2 separate regions of the Ovis aries genome follow, and region 2 is linked to region 1. The links are chromatin contacts, called in public Hi-C maps. All regions are on one chromosome and are shown on one strand. The core of a region is the stretch at or near the end of the contact, and the rest is flanking DNA. Distances in the headings are between cores, read along the strand shown.

Evidence for each region. A called contact is a pair of places that touch in the nucleus more often than the background predicts.
Region 2: a contact with region 1 is called in a Hi-C map of liver, with 5 times the contacts expected there. The contact joins two enhancer-like sites. A contact is called at or near these places in 12 of 16 Hi-C or Micro-C datasets (blood, hypothalamus, liver and 6 more).

The regions. Positions count from the first base shown.
Region 1 is chr3:1,845,812-1,849,721 of ARS-UI_Ramb_v3.0, forward strand. No RefSeq gene overlaps it. Among named protein-coding and RNA genes, the nearest start is that of RXRA, 94 kb to the right of the region's middle. Within about 2 kb of position 1,775, at least 6 of the 54 cell types and tissues checked have an H3K27ac peak or open chromatin away from gene starts, as enhancers often do. A contact at or near this core is called in hypothalamus and liver, where this site is marked.
Region 2 is chr3:2,067,477-2,071,386 of ARS-UI_Ramb_v3.0, forward strand. No RefSeq gene overlaps it. Among named protein-coding and RNA genes, the nearest start is that of TRNAG-UCC, 3.0 kb to the left of the region's middle. Within about 2 kb of position 1,830, at least 9 of the 54 cell types and tissues checked have an H3K27ac peak or open chromatin away from gene starts, as enhancers often do. A contact at or near this core is called in hypothalamus and liver, where this site is marked.

The sequences.
Region 1 (3,910 bases), core at 525-3,024:
TGGAGGGGCCTCAGTCTGCTTGTCCATTCAGTTACTGAAGGACGTCTTGGTTGCTTCCCGTTGTCAGTGGTTACAAATAACGCTGCTGCAAAGGTCCGTATGCCAGGCTGGGGGCGGACACGCGTTTTCAAATCGGCTGCATCGACACCTATGGGTGGGGTCACCAGACGCTGCTGAGTTTTGTAAGAAACTGCTTCCCAGAGCAGGCGGCCTCCACCTTCAGGGTGCAGGGGCCCCCGAGAGTCCTGCTGCAGCGGCCTCTCCCCAGTCTGCACTCTCCAAGGGCCTTGGTGGCTAAGCGAAGAGTGGGCCCCTCGCCCAGCCCGGGCCCTACCCCGCCTCCTGAGGGCTTGGCAGCGGGTGGAAGGGAAGCCCCCAGGCACCCCCACCAGCCCCCACCAGCCCCCCTGGGGCCCCACCTGTCCTACCGGGCAGCCTGGAATCCAGGCAGGCGGCCGGGCGGGCTCACACCTGGCCCTCCCCGGCAGGCACCCGGGCCAGCTCAGGCGGGAGCGCCGCCCAGACTTCAGGGGCCGGGGTCCCACTGCTGGAGCTGAAGGTGGGCCAGCACCTCCTCCCCTGGCTTGTTTCCTCCCCGAACAACGGGGCTGCACATCGCCAGTGGTCTCGGCTCTGCTCCACGCCTGCACGGCCTGTACCCACTGCGGCTGTCCCCCGTCCGCAGAGGGGAGGCTGAGGCCCAGGAGGGAAACGCTCTGTCCACCCAGGTCCAGCTGGGGGCGGACCCCAGGCCTGGCGTCCCGAGCCTCGGGCCTCCTGGAGGGCCCCAGCAGCCACTGCAGAGAAAGAGGGGCAGGAGGACAGAGGCCCAACGTGGAGGCAGCTCAGGGACCTCAGGCCCCCAGGCAGAGCGGGCTCCCGGAGCTGGGTGGGCCCTAACCGGGGGCAGCGCAGCCAGCAAAGCCGAGCTCGGCGATCCCGCCCCTGCCTCCGCCACGAGCCCCTCGGGTCCGTGGGCCTGGATTCCCTGGACGCTCCTGACCCACCTCTGCCTCAGAAGCATGAGAGCCAACAGCGCGCCTCTGGCGGACTGGGTTTTTCCCAGCCTCGCTCGCAGGGTGCCGAGTGCCGGCTCTCAGGTTCTGAGTCGCAGTCTGCAGCCAGCCCCCAGGTTAGGTCAGGGCCCAGGGGGGTGGGATAGAGCGCCCCTCAGGGTGGAGCCTGGCCTGTAAGTGTGGTCTGTGAGTGCGTGAATGAATGAGGAACCAAGGCCCCCACAGTCCGGGATTGCCACCCCCACTGGCAGCTCTGACCTCCCTGGGGCTTCCACCGTCAAGGGCATCACAACGCTGACCCTCCTGGTCCCCCGGCCTGGAACCGGCCCACAGCCCCGACCTCCTCCAGATGTGGCCCCAGACCAGAGGCGGAGGCCTCCAGCCCCCACGCTTGCCAGGCCTGTGCCCGAGGGACAGCCCTGTCCCAGGAAAATGACCCAGGATGTGGCAACCTCAGGGTCTTTTCTGGATGACTGAGGTCTCGCCCACCTCGGCACAGCGGCCCTGGGAGGTGGTGTCTGTCCCCACTGGCTGAGGTCCAGAGGGGACAGCGCCCGCCCACTCCCAGTCCGGGCTGAGCGCGCAGTGGGCTCCGCGGCCCAGCGGGGTGGCCCCCCTCTGCCCCGACCCCGACCCTCTGGCGTAATCGGACGAGGGCGTGGCCTGGCCCGCGGAGTTCCGAGGCTCCCGGCGATTCCAGGGGCCAGGAGTGGGCACCTGCCAGACGGGAAGGCCCCGCGCGGCCTCTGCCCTGCGCGTCCAGCAGGGGGCAGTGCTGCCTCGCACCGGGGCCACCCGGCGCGGACACGTCTGTTGTCTGAGCTCCTCCAAACGGTGGTCGGGGGTCGCGGGCTGGGCCGGCCCTGCTCCGGGCCCTGCCGTCCATCCGTCTCAGGACTCCTCCCCGGGGGTGCGGCCCCTCCCAGCTCCTCTGGGGTCCCCCGCATCCCCAGATGGCTTCTGAGGCTGGGGGACAGCTGGGTAAAATGGCCAGGCCACTCCACCTCTCTGAGCCCTCGAGATCGCCCCCCCCACCCAGGGACGGGAGGGATGGAAGTCCGCGCCCAGCCAGGCTGGCAGGCAGCAGCGGCCTGTTTCAGCTGGGGGTCAGCCCTCGGCACTGCAGAGGGGCCCCAAGCGCGCGGGCAGAGGAGACCGCGTGGGCATCAGGGGGCAGAGGACGAGAACTGCCGTGCGTCCCGTCTCCTGACGCCCTCCACACTCCGGCCCCTTCCTGCCTGAGGTCTCAGCCCCACTGGCCGCCTCTGCTCGGTTCTCATCCCTTGCTGCTGCCGCGCTCAGGCCCAGTGATGACCCCCGCTCCTTCTGTCCTCTGCGTCCCCTGCTGGGTGTCAGGGCCTCTCTGGGGGCTCACCCCCTCTTCCTAGGACTCCCTCCTTTTCCCACAGAGGCCTTTCTCCAACCACACTGCTTGCCTGACGATAGCAGGGCCCGCTCTCTCCTGTCACCGGGCTCCAGCACCCAGCTTGGAACCTGCCATACGGGGATGCCTGACAGTCCCGTCCAAATGCCCCAATCTCGCCTCTGAGGTTCCCCAGCCCTGCTCACTCAGCTCGTCACCGGATCCTGAGGCAGATAAACTTATCAAGCCCAGCATCTGTGGTCCAGGGGGACTGCCCTGGGCCGGGCTCACCATGGCAACTGGAGGCAGCAGGGAGGCCAGGAGCCAGATTGCCTGGCAGTGGCCGTGGGCAGCCCAGGGTCTCCGCGTAACTGGGGGCCTTCAACAGGCACAGCGCTTGGCAAGAGGTCAGGTGTGAGCCCTGCGCCCTGGACTCCTCCTCCTCTCGGGCCGCTGCCCACTGCCCCCCCCCCCTCGCTCTGCTCTTCCAGGATCGGCACTCCAGCCCAGGGGTGCTCCCTCGGGCCTGCATCCTGGACAACGCGCGGGGGACCCTCAGCCTGGGGAGGTCGTCTCGGCCATGGCCCTGCCCTGGTCTTCCCTAGAGACTCCCAACAGCCCCTCAGGCCCTGCAGCCATCAGAGGCAGCCTTCCTCGGGGTCCACTTACACCTCCCAGATGCCCCTGCAGGGTCTGCCCGTAGACACCGTGTCCAGAGCTGGGCCAGGGCCTACTGAGGCTGGGGTCAACGGCCAGGGAGCCCCTGAGCCAGGGTCCCTCACTGGCGAGGTGACCCTCTGGTTCTCCAGGCCCCCGGGGCTGACTACACTTTCTAGGCCAGGAAGAGGTCCCCACGGTGGTTATGTTTGAATTTTTATGACAGGAAACCAGAATGGGCTGGTTGCTGAGGCTCATGGGGGTCTGTCTCCTGCGCCCACCCTTCCAGGAGGTACAGGCTGAGCTTGGTGGGCAAGGCCATGCCTGACTCCCGGGAGGCTGCCGCGGGCAGTGCGCCGTGGGGGCCGGGCATCAGCACCCCGGGCACCGCCTGCAGCCAGCCAGGGTTGGGACAGCTGAGTGCTGGGGAGGCTGTGTGTGTCACACGCGCAAGGGCACGCTTGCATGTATGTAAACATGCAGACCCCCGCGCGCACCGTACGTCCACGTACAGGGAGTTCTCTGCGGGGTCCCGGCTCTCGGGCCTCAGGCCTCATCATCAGGTTCACGCCCTCCCCTGGGAGCCACCTCGGCCCTCAGTATGAAGTGTCTGGTGCCACCGGGCAGGGCTGTGGGCCTCAGGGCTTCCAGCCCCAGGATGCCCCGGGTCCTCAGACGGTGCTGGCTGGACGGAGGTGCAGGAGAGGGTCTGGGCACTGCAGGCATGCTGCGGCCGGGCCCCATCCAGCCCCCAGATGGCGTGGAGACAAGTGGGGGCAGGCAGGCGCCACCACCCGCTCGTTAATGGGGCATCACTCATCCTGGGGCCGAGCGAGCCTCCCGCCTGTCTGGGCTGATGTGGATGCAAGGGCCA
Region 2 (3,910 bases), core at 580-3,079, 220 kb after region 1:
ACACACCACACACACCACACACCACACACACACACACCACACACACACACACACACACACACCACCCACACACACACCCACACACCACAAACACACACTAACTGCCCCCACACACACACAGGAAAGGCAGGTCCTAACGACACTTGAGCAGGATTCATCACACACACGCACACACGCACACGGGAAAGGCACAGACACCTGCCCCACAGGCCGTGTTCTCTGGGTGGCAAAATCGATTTTCTCTCCTCACTTTTCTGTTCTTTTGGTTCTGTCTCTTGCACACTGAACTTGAGTTTTTTCCCACAACCAAACTCCAAAGCTTGCCTCTCGTTAAAGCTCTCCGCGGAACCCAGGAAGGAGCCGCGGAAGGTCCCCGGGCCTGCAGCTGGCCGCTTGAACTCCAGCCGGCCGCTGGCCTCGGAGCACCTGGGACGGGGGTGACACCTGACCCACTGCTTGGGGTCTCTGAGGGCGAAACTGAGCATGGCTTGGTCTCCCGGAGCAGAGGCCGCGGCGCCGGCTCAGTTACAGGCGGCGGACTCTGAAACCTCACGGTGATCGAGCGGCTTCTCCACGCCTGAACAGGCCGCCAGCGAGGGCCTGGGGCTGGGCCGCACGCGCCACCCCGCCACGCGGCCGGCCCTGCGGGCAGCGGGGCAGGGCTTCCTGGGCGCGCGGGTCCGGGCCGAGGGCGGCAAGAGGACCCCGGCTACGCGGAACAGAGGGGCAGCGTGACCGGCAGAGCGGCGGGAGGACAGCTCGGCTGTGACCGAGCCGTGAAGCGGGGACGCCGCGGGGGGAGGCGGCCTGACGGGGCGGCCGTCAGCAGGCGGACCCCGCAGGAGCGACCCGGGCAGGGCGCGGGGCAGGGCCACCGGGTCCATCCAACCTTCACTCTGGACTGAGAAGCTGAGCGGGGGACGTGAGGGCCGGTGAGACGGACGGACTCAGGGCCACACGGCAGACATCAGACTCCCGGGGTGGGGGTCAGGGCCCGGGAGGCCCGCCCGGGGACAGCAGCTCCCGACTCCCCGATCCAGCCTCAGCCTCTGTCCGTCCGGCAAGCTCACCCCACCGCAGGGCCTTGGCACGTGCCGGCCGGGGCCTGGATTCGCTTTCTCCAGGGCCCTGATGTCTGGCTCCGCCCTCACTTCTAGATGGAAGCTGAACCCCGAGATGCCTTCCCTGACCTCCTGGCTGAAGTCGGCCCCCGACACCGCCTCTGACCCCGTGTTATGACAGGCCTCCTCCTTTGGGAGCACCCACCCGTGCCAGACATCCTCTCACCCCGAGAGCTGCCAGCTGAGGGCCCACTCGTGCCCCAGATCCCAAGGTGCACCCTCACTCCCACAGAAGTGCCTGCCACGCTCAGGATCACGCCTCCTGTGCACACATCCGGTGGGGTCACTCCCTCTTACAGAGGAGTACCCAGCCACGCTCAGTCCATGCTCTGCTGGCGGCTGCGGTCAGCCCAGGGCCGCGTGTTCGGGTCCCTCGGGCCCACTCTGGCCACCAGCCCGGAATGAAAGGAGAGAACTGGGCCCAGCATCCCAAGGTCACGGGCCAAGTGCGGAGGACGCTGCTCCCCAGTTGAGCACAGGCAACACCAAGGTTACTCCAGGCTAAATAAACAAGAGGACAGGGCGGGAGGGATGCGTGGACACAGCACGTCAGCCGGCTGACCAGCGGGCGCAGCAGCCGGGCCTGCAGGGACGTGGGCAGAGCCGTGGGGTTCGCCCTGGCCAAAGGGCTGCAGGCTGGGGGAGCTGCCCGCCTGCAAGGACAAGGCCCACGGTAACCCCCTCGGGGCCAAGGGGCCCTGGGGGAGGCCTGCCTGGCCCCGGTCCCTCCCGTCCTGTCCTCAGACCAGAAGACGGACCCTCCAGTGACGTCTGCCCTCTTCTCCAGGCGCGGCCTTTCGGAGGGGCTGCAGGGCCGTTCTGCCCCCCAGCTGGCCTGAGGGAGGTGGGGCTGGGGGGCCAGCTGCCCACACAGCCCCTCCAGCCTCCACGTGTCCTTCTGGGCCCTACGGAAAACACAAAATGAACCCAGATTCTGCAGAGCTTTGCGCCCCTGGAACCAGAAACAAAGCTGCATTCTTCTGGGAAACAGGCTCGTCTCAGAGTCTGAAAGGCCTATGACACCAACACCCAGCAGGAACCTTGCGGTTTCAAAGATGCAGGAGCCGCTTCCCCAAGGTCTAGAGGGGATAGAGGAGGGCCGAAGCCCAGGTCCAGACCCCTGCAGAGGAGCTGCTTCCCTGGAGGGTCCGGGCTCTGCTCAGCTCTACCCGGCCTCCAAGAGGGGCCCATTCACAGACGCGGAAACTGAGGCTGGAGAGGGCAGTGGTCTGACTGACGGCCCCACAGAGATGTGTCCCTGGAATCCTAGGGATATAGGCGATCTTATGGGGGAAAGGGTCTTGGCAGATGTAACTACGTTAAGGATCTCAAAATGAATTGTCGTGGATTTCCGGGGGGATGAGGGGAGGGAGGGGGGCTACAACCAGTGACCGGTATCCTTATGAGAGACAAGAGGAGGGGCCACGTGGAGACGGAGGAGGAGGTGCGGCCACAAGCCAAGGACACCTGCAGCCGCCAGATGCTGGAGGAGGTGGGAAGGACCCTGCCCAGGAGCCCCCGGAGGAGCGATGCCCCACGACACCTGGATCTCAGGCCTCAGGCCTCCAGGACCAGTAGTGGTGTTCAGGCCCCTGGTCTGTGCGGCCTTGTTACAGCAGCTGCTGGAGCCCAGGCAGGCAGCTTCGCTTGCCTCCAAGGACTAAATGGAGATTCAGGCCGGTGGGTGGGACCCCAGAGTCTGAGCTGAAGGCAGCCATGTGCCGCCCTGGACAGACAGTCCCAGAGAGAAGGACCGGGCCTGCCTGCCTTTACTTAGGTTCTGAACACCCTCCAGCATCTGACCCAGCTAAGCAGGAGGTACCCAGGGACCACCTCCCTGGCTTTGCAGTGAGCCCAGGGGCCCAGTGTGGCTCTTGTAGTCTCTGCGGGCAGCAGGCTGAGTGTGGAGCCTGCAGGGAACCAGGGACGTGACCGGGCCGAGGCTCAGAGAGGCCGGAAATAGCAGAGGCTGCTGGGGCAAGGGCGGGGTCGTTGGGTCAGGGCAGGAGGCTTCAGGGAGCCAGGCTGGGGCTAGCAGCATCGGGGTGCCCCCCCCCACCGCCCCCCACCCCAGCCCCCATGGGACCTTCTCAGTCACGCCTGCCTCCGGGGCTGAGCCCTCACTGTGCACACGAAGGCCAGACTGGGGCACGTGACCCCAAGGATGACACCCACCCCTGCTCTACCGTGACCCCCCCCCGGTGCTTGCTTCCTCATCCTCAAAGGGGAGGACACCCCAACCTCGGGGTTCTGGGGAGGCCCGAGATGGCGCAGAGCCGGCCCCGTGTGTGAACACTGCCATTTCCACCCCAGGCTGGGCGGAGATGCCGGAAGTGGGGCGAGGCGACGGCAGTGACCCTCCCCACCTCCGTCACCCGGGGCAGCCCCAGGGAGACACCTTGTGCTCATCACCCCCAGGGGACCCCCCCAGCCCCCTCTAAGCCAGGCACAGTGGTGGCCCAAGCCTGGGCCCCGCCATCCAGCGCGCGTACCCAGAGCCGCGAGCCCAAATTTTCAACGTACGCTCCTCTCCAGCGCAGCTTCTCCCACATCTGGGGCCAGCGGGCTCCACTGGGAGGAGCGGGCTCTGGGCCGGCCTTTCCCCTGGAGACACACAGGCAGGGCTCCCGCCAGCCTCCTTAAGTGCAGCACCAAGGATGGACGGATAGACAGGGCAGGGGCCGTGAGGGGACGGGCACTGAGGTGGAGAGGCCACTCCTTCCCGTGCAGGCCAGCCCCGCACCCCTCCTGATGACCGCGGTGACCCACGGGGCCATGCCCTGCACGCT